2 separate regions of the Triticum aestivum genome follow, and region 1 is linked to region 2. The links are chromatin contacts, called in public Hi-C maps. All regions are on one chromosome and are shown on one strand. The core of a region is the stretch at or near the end of the contact, and the rest is flanking DNA. Distances in the headings are between cores, read along the strand shown.

Evidence for each region. Hi-C and Micro-C count contacts between places; a contact is called where the count stands out from the background.
Region 1: a Hi-C map of leaf shows a contact between it and region 2, with 2.8 times the contacts expected there. The contact joins the enhancer-like site here to the promoter of LOC543222 in region 2. A contact is called at or near these places in 2 of 5 Hi-C or Micro-C datasets (both in leaf).

Annotation. Positions count from the first base shown.
Region 1 is chr2D:454,641,061-454,646,324 of IWGSC CS RefSeq v2.1, reverse strand. No RefSeq gene overlaps it. Among protein-coding and RNA genes, the nearest start is that of LOC123049564, 230 kb to the left of the region's middle. Within about 2 kb of position 2,859, at least 3 of the 8 cell types and tissues checked have an H3K27ac peak or open chromatin away from gene starts, as enhancers often do. A contact at or near this core is called in leaf, where this site is marked.
Region 2 is chr2D:454,289,683-454,294,809 of IWGSC CS RefSeq v2.1, reverse strand. It overlaps LOC543222 (eukaryotic translation initiation factor-like), which reads left to right and starts at 1,261. Exons shown (of 9, transcript NM_001427958.1): 1 at 1,261-1,594; 2 at 2,191-2,262; 3 at 3,184-3,279; 4 at 3,462-3,686; 5 at 4,286-4,383; 6 at 4,516-4,603; 7 at 4,690-5,040; 8 at 5,119-5,127. The coding sequence starts at 1,439.

The sequences.
Region 1 (5,264 bases), core at 1,610-4,109, 350 kb before region 2:
GCAGGGTAGCGGGCATCGCCAATGGTGGCATGGGTAGCCATAGGACATGGAGGCGAGCGTGAAAATTCACTGGTTGCCTCCCGCCCATTTTAGGGAAATTATGGGAAGGCTTTTTTTTCCTGGATAAAGCGTGGTTGGACTAATTATATCTGGGTCCCTAAAAAAACGCGTGTATGAGAACTGGTAAACCAGTTTTTTTTCAACTCCTCCTATACCAATTTTTTAATAGGAGAAAGGGGACATTTTTGGAGATGCTCTTATCTGGGTGGTGTTTGATGGCATATCACAACAAAAACCTTCTGTAGAAATAGCGTTAGTTGTAAAATGGAGTTTGCAAGTGAAATTTCACAATGGCAATAACTCAGCATTTTGTTTTATTTCTCCCGATTAGGAAGGTGCATGCACACGTTTCTTCTTTTTACTAGTACTACGAGGGATGCACATAATTAATGAGCGGTGCATTGGAGGAACTAGTATACACATGCTCTTCATTAATCCTGGACTTTGTCGACGAGGGTCCAAAAAACTCGTGACCTACCCTAAATGTTTTTTTATAACCACGGATCCAAACTGGTAATTAGTCATGCAACGTCCCATCCACTCTAATACAAGACGCATCACCGTGGTCATCTACGGATCGCCTCCTCTTTGATGATATATATTGAACTTGACGACGTCTGCTCGGTGGCGGTATACCAAATGCCTGCAGGCTGCTCATTGCTCTTCGTTCGTGATGGTTAGACAGGATACACGATGAGAAAGGTGGGCGGTGAAAATGGTTAACTTATCGGCTCACACACCTTAGTCGTATCACAATATTTATGGCATGGCACGGCACGTCCCCAAGGTAGCCATGGATAGAAGAGCGGGTTTAGTTTTGCCTCCTCGTGTGCTGGACACAGCCTGCAAACGCTGTCTGGCTCTGCCACATTTGATTCTGCGGGCGTACGTCACTTTCTGTTTGAGGAGAGAGAATATCCAACAAACTCCTCCTGCCGCTAATGGATAGCGACGGGAACGGCGCGATCAGGATTTTTCCAAGTGTGTCTACGCGGGTCAAGTGAAATTTCGCGAGTTTTTTCCTCTCGCGTTGCATGGGCCATTTCTTATCTCTCTCTCTCTCTCTCTCTCTAACACCTAGCCTAATTTCCAGCAAATCAAAAAAGAAAATCTGGCTTGTTGAGCTCCGGTGCACAGTTTGCGCCTTTGTTGCCGCGCCATTTCCCTGTCATTTGTGTGCTCTCCTTCCGTTGCTGTTGCGTTTTAGTGGGTTAAGCTTGGAGAAGAAATATGCAATATCAAGACGTATTTTGATTTATGCCATGCCCATAAGGAAGCCGGCCATCTAACACTATATCTCAAATGCCCGCCTCTACTATCAGATTAGAAAGGAGAATGTTTATTTTCCACCGGACGATCTTTCTCTCGCTTAAACCGCGCGCTACGACTGTCACCCGTCCTGGTGGGGCCAGCCCACCTGCCCGGCCTTATCTCTTCATCTCGAGCGAGAACCAGTCAAAATCCACCGAGCTCAATCCCCTTTTCCATGGCCTGCCCCGAAGCTGCACCTGCTGCTGCTCAAGGTCCTCCCGTCCAAGTCCCGTCTGCCATGGCTTGTCCCCAAACTCCACCTGCTCCTGCTCAAGGTCTCCCGTCCAAGTCTTGTTCGCCATGGCCTGCGCCCAAGCTCCACCACCTGCTGCTCAAGGCCCTCCCGTCCAAGCCCCGTTCGCCATGGCCTGCGCCCAAGCTCCACCACCTGCTGCTCAAGGTCCACACGACGGCACCATGACGAGGTGATTTTTGTCGACGAGAGCAAGTGCTGCAATGCAGCCTCGTCGTTGACTCAGATGCTGCCGGTGCTGCGACCCGACAACTCGACAGTCCCGCCGGCGTCTGGTGTTGCGACCGACGACTCGATGGTGCTGCAGGCGTTGCGATGCGACGCTCGTCGTCGTCGGTGCTGCGCAGGCGCTCGCCGGTGGTGCAAGGCAGCACGCATGGGAGGTTGGGCTGCTCGCTGCCAGTGTTGCGACGCAACACGGAGGCCAGAGTGCAGTCGAGCGCCGCTCGTCGCCGGTGATGCAGCGCAACACGCGAGGGAGGAGGCCGAGCTACGCATCGGTGCTGCATTGGAGCATTTTCCGCGCCGACGAAGTTGCATTGGAGCTCCGCCCCAGGCCTGCAATGGAGCGCCGCCGGAGTTGCACTGAAACCGCCGGAGGCGTCGTACGTGCCGCGTTTGATGTTTTTTTGCGGCGCTCGGTATTGCAACGGAGCAACATCCCGGTGGCTCCTGGTGCTGTGTTGCAGCGGCAGTCTTGGAGCTGCGCTGTAGCAGGGGAGGCTATGGGGACTCTGCCGAATCTCTCGCCGGAGCTCACCGCCGTCAGGGTCTTTTCCGCGTGCCCGTGGTGGAAGCGAGCTGCAAGGGGATTTCTCTGCTGTTTTGGTCGCGGGGCAAGGAGGACAAAGCATCCGTCCGATGTGTTGGCGTATCCAACGGTTGAACGCGAGAAGACCAAAACAGAACGAGCGGCCAGCAAGCCGACTGATGATTTGTAGCAGCCGCCATTGTTTTAATCAATGGTCTTTTGCGAAATAGCAATAGCTTTCGCCAAATAGCTGCAGTCAGTCAAATATAAACATGGAGTTGGATAAGAGGCAAACATGAAGGTGCGTGATTATCTCTACTACTATAGTACAACAAATTTTAAACTTGGGATTAGCCGTCCATCCTAAGCAGAGGCACTTCTTAGCCGTTGATTTCTTCTATGGACTGAATCCCTATCGTTTATTATTGCAAACTCCAGTGATCCGACGGCTGTAGTTACTGGGATTCGCTCCATCCAGTCGCCCGCCAAAACGAGGTGGACGGGATTTTTCTGGACGGATCGAGACACTGCACGGCTACCTGCACACCTTGCATCCCATCACGTGATGGTGACTAGAAATTTTCTCATTCAAGATCTTCTGTGGCTGGCTTTTGCAGTACCTATCGTGTAAAGATAGATTTTTTTATGAAGGAACGTATATCTTATTTGCAGTTCAACCAGGACACCACGTGCACTGCACGTGCCTCCTACTAGCAGAGTAAGGGCATCTTCAACGACAACCCGCAAAAACCCACCCGTATCCGTTCACGAACAGAGGGGACAAATTTGCGAACACGGATGTGGGAGACAGCCATTCAACGCTAGCCGTATACTGTCCGCCAGCAAATTCAAATTCAATTATAAATTGATTCACACAATGCGCCAAATCGCACCCGCGCCAGATTGCATCCCCGATCACAACCAATATAAGGCAAATATGCTTAGGTTTTACATGCTCGCATCAAAAAGAACATCAGTCTGACAATCCTTGCATTTCTGCCCTGCCGGACCGGCCATCGCAGCAAGATGCTTCCCGATCAAGGAAGTGTCGTTGTTGCCGCGTAGGCAGACTCCGCCTCCGCGTCCAGCTCTGCCTCCGTCGCGTCCTCATCTTGCGCCACGGCCAACTCATCTTTATGCCGTTCCAGCATCTGATAGCGGACGGATTGCTCTAGTGTCGGCATTCAAAGAGTTGATATTTAAGGTCAACATCTTGGCGTCCTCTGCATTGGCGGCAATCTTTACCCTCTTTTCCTCGAGCGCGGCCTTCTTCTCCTCAAGCACTGCCTTCCTCTCCTCGATCATGGTCCTCCCGTCGTGGATCATATCGAGCATCTCCCTGTCCTTGTCGTACGTCGGCTCCCCCCTCTCGGCATTGCAGCAAACAGCGTGCGGGCACCCATCTGCTCTTCGCCGGCCGTCCTCGCCCGGACGAGCGACGGCGAAGAATACTCGGATAAGAGCGGCGCCGCGTTAACAACGACGATGTAAGGAACCGTACCCGCGGGGTTTGCGAGCTGCTTGGCGGCGTAGTAGTACGGATGCTTGTAAGGGCCACAACGTCGTCAGTACTATGGGTGCGCCCATCTGGCGGCGTCCACCACGGCCTCGCCGTCCGCCCCGTCCACCATGACCATCGCCACCACCAGGCCCGCCGGCGGCCAGACGCTTCCTCATGTTCTCCTCCTTTGCGGCCTTCGCTTTGACACGACGATTCTGCCGTGTCTCCGAGCTGATCTTCCGGGCGAGCGTGATGCTCGGATCCTCCGGCACCTCCGACGTCTCCATCTCCGACAGGTTCTTCGATGATTCCATGCGTCGGCGGCAGAGGGAAGGAGAGGGTGGGAGAAAAGAGTAGGAATCGGGCGAAGAGTAGAAGAAGAGAGTGGGGAATTTTGGCGCGGAAACTGTGCGGGATGCTACAAAAGCGCGGGCTGGGCCCTCCTTTTGGATGGGCGGGGGGGGGGGGGGGCGGAGAGAGACGTTTCGCGTGTCCGGACTCCTACACCGCCCGCTCGTTTGTCTCTGCTTTGCAGGAGAAATCGCGCCCGGACCGCTTCGATGACCGATACAGGTCAATGTTGGATGGCTTCCGCTGTCCGGACAGTTGCAGGAGGTTTGTGGATCGGCATTGGAGATGCTCTAATACATGCAGGTAGGCTTCCGCCAAAACATGCATACATAAGTATTATTACTAGATTACCCGCAAAAAAGAATATTATTTAGGAAGTAATGAACGTCATAAAAACATGCGTGCAGCTAGCCTTTCGCCAAACGAAGCATGCTGATAATCACTTATTCATTCTTATTTTGACAAATAGCAAGAACATTCCGCCAAATCCCGTAGAAGGGGAGAGGAGAAGAGCATGTGATGGCTTTTTATTCGTCATGTGGATGTTAGGAATCCCGCAAAGCCCTCTGGTTTGTGGAATTTCGGACAGCCGGACGCGTCGATGGACCGACAGGTACCGCGCTGGATGGCAAACTATGTTCGGACTGACTGGACGCTTGCGGTCAAGCAGCAGCATTACAACTCCTTGCGCCCCGCTAGCGCTCCCACCTCGCCCCTGCCGTCGGCCACTCCAGCCCCGACGTCCACGCCCCCTGCCGGCGGCCACTCCAGCCACGGCGTCCACGCGACCTCGCCGGTGGCCACGTGGGCCCCGGATCTCCCGCCCCTCGTCCTCCTTCCCCCCTTTTTGCGCGGTCTCATCGATGCCGTCTGACAGATCGCGCAGCCCTCCCTCGGTCGCATCGGCCTTCCCGCGCGACAGGCCGGTGGTGTCCGGTCTCGGCCTCTCTGGCTCGCCGGGGTCGGCGGGCTCCTCCTCGGTGGGCGCTGCGGTGGTTGGTCCTGCAGCCCCGGCTGCCCCGACACTTGATGCTGGG
Region 2 (5,127 bases), core at 12-2,511:
CACGGAAAGCACACCGGAAAGACGGGACCGAATTGTTCGGCCAAGGGCGAGAGGTGCCCTTGGATTCTGGGATTACCGCTTGTTTAACCAAGCCTTAACTCGCATGACATGCATGGAGGCTGCTGCTTGCTTTCTCATAAGAGTGGTTGGGTGACCCCAAGTATAAGGGTGAAATAACCTAGCAATAAATATTTCCCTTGATTTGAGAACCAAGGTTTATCGATCAAGAAAGAGTTCTCACAGCAAACAAAGTCACAAGGTACACAATGCACACAAAAACAACACACTCTTCCCCCAACGTTTCAAGAAGGTTATCAAGCTTCCTGTCCAACTAGTTACAAATGTAAATTGCACGGTACGATAGGAATTGATAGATAAATAAAATAAAATAAATGATACAACAGAAAAAGTAGTTTTGTTGAAGTTTTCAATAATGGAAACAACTACTTACCATATGTATACCACAAATCTGCCAATTATACCGCAAAATGGACCTAATCAAGTAGTTGCAAGCTGTGCGGTTCCTCGGAGGCTAGAATGATTAGAAAACGCGAAAATTCCCGCAATGTTTAGAAATCAAAGTGAATCTCAAGGCAAACTAAGTTGCAAAAGTAGCTACTCCTCTATTTATTCAACGAAATTTGCATGGCTCACAACAACCCATTGGTGAATAAGGAACAAAACGAAAGTGAATCTTGTTGGTGTAAAACAAAAACATAAATATAGACATATGTACACATGCTAACGAGACACATATGTTCATTTTTCTTCATACCTGATTCGTGTATGATCTAATACCATGGTGTATTAACTTGACATGTCATCATACATAATGAGGTATATACACCATTGATCGTTGCATCCGATTTTGTAATGCGTTGCATCCAATTTTGTAACGACCATATTATACACATACTCTTACGTATTAAAGATTAGAAGTATGTTCTATATATTGGAAAATACAAATGAAATACCCGTCCAAAGTCACATGTCCTGGGGGTCCATTACAGCCTGCGAGTGGCGAGATAGCATCGCGCTCCAGCAGGACCCCGGGCACCGCATCCGTAAATCCTCCAGCCTCTCCTGCCCAAAATCGTAACTATCCACCACCGTCACGCTGCAGGGCGTACCGACATGCGGGCCCCGAGCCCCGGACACCACGCACCTGCCCTTGTGAAAGTACGAGACTGCCCCGCGGTGGCAGCAGAAACAACGAGGATTTGCCCCACAGCCCTAATGCTCCCGGGATAAAACCCCACCTCCTCCCGTCACCGCGCCTCCACTAGGAGAGAGGTCGCAGACGGAACCCAACCCTCCCCTCCCCCCCAAAGAAGAAGAAAAAAGCTCGGATTCCTCCGCGATTTCCTCCTCGGCCGCCCGCCGATTCCCTGTCGATCGAGCTGTCGCGGTGCCTTGGTCGGATTCGGCACCCTCAGCCATGACGACAGACCAGCCAGTGATCAGCCTGCGCCCCGGCGGCGGCGGCGGCGGGCCCCGCGGCGGCCGCCTCTTCGCCCCCGCCTTCGCGGTCGCCGCCTCCGGCTCCGGCGACTTCCTCCGCCCGCACGGCGGCGGCGCCTCCGGCGTCTCCAGGGTGAGAGCTCCCGCCGCCCGATCTGGGGGGAGGTGTTACTGTTCGATGCGGGTTCGATTGGTTCGCGGATGGGCGGGAGGGGGGAGATCCAGAGGGGAAATATCGGATCTTGGCTCTAGGCCCTGCGCTAGTCTGGATGGAGCGTTTATTGGTTGAGGACGCTGTCTAATTAATCGATACGCCGGGATTTATTAGTCAGTACGCTGCTTAACGAGGTTTTAGACCGCGATAATGCGCAAGAAGGATGTGTTTAGCTGCGTGCGGATTGACGTTGGCTGCTTCTGTAGGCTACAATTTAGATTTCAGAGTATTCACTTCTGGGGTGACGGTGTGAGGGCTGTGCTCTCGACCGGGTTTCAGCTCTCATGGCTGAGCTTTTGTGTAGGATGAGGTGGGCTGTTGGCAGAACCAGTGACTTCAAGCAGATTCCTGGGTTTATCGCTACTTGTGCATATACCATGTTCGATACTCAACACAATACTTACATGCCTAGGCAGACCAAATAAGCTGTTATACATTGGCAGATTTTGGGTATATTCTGATTTAATTTATAGACCTATTTTCGCTATGCTGACATGGATGCTACTGTGGTGCAGATTGGTGACTTGCATTCTGAGTCACGTGAGCGTGTTCGTTATTCAAGAGATCAACTTCTTGACCTGCGCAAGGTACATCTCTGACACTTCCCACAAAGTCGGTTTCTTCATAGAATTTTTGTTGTAAATATCTTCCTTCAATATGCTATGGTTAGTATACCTTGTTATCTGATTTTGCTGAAAGATGCCAGTAGTGTGTGGTTCAACAGGTTTGAGATGTATCGGAGAAGAACTATCAAGTTTGAGTAACCCTGGATACTTTCGGCCAAGCCATGAATAGCGCATAGGCTGTGAAGTACCTTCCCCCACCCACCTGCCCACCCACTTAGTTCACTGATGTATGCTGTTGCCGTGTATACAGCCAAACTTAACCAATAATGAATTGTGTAGATTGTCAGTAGAAGACTCCTGTTTTGTATGTTTGAATGTGTGTGCTGGTATATTGGAAATAGTCTGTCACTGTGAAAGTTATATCTAGAAAGGCAGTGCTATTTTGTAAGTAGCATCATGAACTGGGGGAGTATGGCTCAAGGATGGAAGTAAATACCAGAGGCATTCCCATGAAACAGAGGTGGAAGTGCACCTGTCGTTGTCAATTTGAGGAGGCAGAATACTCTGTAGCGTGCTTAACTTATCCCTGAGCAGTAGCAGTTTGATTAGTCATGTTTTATTTTGAGCCTGCGGGAAAAAGGCTGAATTGGAAGCCAAGTTTCTAACCTATTAGGATGTTTCTCCTTTATAAGGGTGGAAACTGATAAGCAACATGCCAGCTATGATGTGGTAAAAATAGTTCTAGACAGGGATGGGCTATCTTTCTTTGTGGACATAATTGTGCTTTCATCTTTGGTCCAGCGAACTTAAGTAAATATGTGTTATAGTTCTATCTGCACAACCTAACCACCCCATGGGACATATGTTGAATGAAATATCTAATAAGTTGTTCCTGGCAATGCAGACGCATTATTTGCATGCACTGATATAATATCCTTGCAGATTACTGATGTAACCGAGCAAATCTTGAGGCTTCAGCAAGAAATTGAAGCAGAGCTTAATGGTGACGATCAGAGCTGGGTTCGCAACGATTCAAATGTGAGTTCTTCATTTCCATGTGCATTGTATGTAGTTTACCTATTTTTACAATCTGTACTATAATGTTTTGCATTCTTATTAAATGACCTTCATGCTACCATATCACTAAATTTATTACAGTTCTATGCTAATTTGCACATGTGGAAGATGGAACCCTTATTGTTGTCCTTTTTGTTATTTAGGTGCAATTGCAGACACAGGCACAGCCACAAGTACAAGCTCAAAACAGGTTTACTGAGACAGATAACCGTGACTGGCGTGCACGCACAGAGAAACCTCCAGCACCAGCAGTTCAGGAAGAGAAGTCTTGGGACAACATTCGTGAGGTTAAAGAACAGTACAATGCAAGTGGCAGGCAGCAAGAGCAGTTTAACAGGCAAGATCAATCGAGCTCCCAGAAAGCTCAGGTACCTTCAAGATGAGCATCAGTCGTTTACTCTTTTGCTCCCTTTGACCTTTTTGTAGTAAATTTTGAATAAGCTCGTGTTACCAATCATCTGTTTTGTTTGCTGGTTGCTTCCTTTTTGGATTGAATGCCGATTTGCATCGACTAATCAATGTTGATGTGACACGACTCCATTCATCAAATCTCAGTACAGTTGCTTGGTTCTACTGATCTGTCATACAGTCAATGTTGGGGTTGTTGATATAACTCAACAGTGTAGTCTGATCATGGTTCTGTTGAGCTATTATATAATTTGCTTAATTAAATATCATTCTATGCAACTATGAACATACCTTTCTAGCAACCTATAGGAAACTACATGAAGAAGTTGTGTGTTTGAATAGAAGTAAACAAGTAGTACTCCCTCCGTCCCAAAATAAGTGTCTCAACCTTAGTACAAAGTTGAGACACTTATTTTGGGACGGAGGGAGTAATATATTCGGCGGTGATTGATTTCATGTGTTGTTATGCTTCGTTCTATTTTTCATTACTTATTTTTCCCTACCAAGGTAGTGTTTGGCCGTATGTATATCCCTCCTTATTTTGTTCTCCAAATGTCAGGTTGGCCCCCCTCCTGCTCTTATCAAGGCTGATGTACCTTGGTCAGCCCGAAGAGGCAATCTCTCGGAGAAAGACAGAGTCCTGAAAACAGTGAAAGGGTAATATTATGTTTTTCTTCCTTCTTGTTTGTTCCTGTTGAAGTGGCAATTTTCATTCCTTGTTTACTAAGCATATATTACCTAGTTTGTATTTGTCGTCTGCATGCTGTTTATCTGCTCTTGCTTGTGCAGTATACTGAACAAACTGACGCCAGAGAAATTTGATCTACTCAAGGGCCAACTGCTAGATTCTGGAATTACCACTGCTGATATTTTGAAGGTTTGATTTGTTTCTAGCTGTGTATTATAATCCCATGTCATCTTGACTGTTCCTGGTGATTTATCTATCTTCTGCTTTTCATTCAGGATGTTATCTCTCTCATATTTGAGAAGGCTGTTTTTGAACCGACATTCTGTCCGATGTATGCCCAACTTTGTTCTGAACTCAATGACAACCTTCCGACATTCCCTTCTGAAGAACCAGGCGGTAAAGAGATTACCTTCAAACGTGTGCTGTTGAACAATTGTCAGGAAGCTTTTGAAGGTGCTGACAGCCTGAGGGTTGAGATTGCAAGTTTGACTGGCCCTGACCAAGAGATGGAGAAAAGAGACAAAGAAAGGATCTTCAAACTTAGAACACTTGGAAATATTCGTCTAATTGGTGAGCTACTCAAGCAAAAGATGGTTCCTGAGAAGATAGTTCATCACATTGTCAAGGTACACCTTGGGAAATCGACGGTACAATTATTATTCCATGAAAACGTGCCTAATCCGTTTGTTGTATGCACTATGTAGGAGCTACTG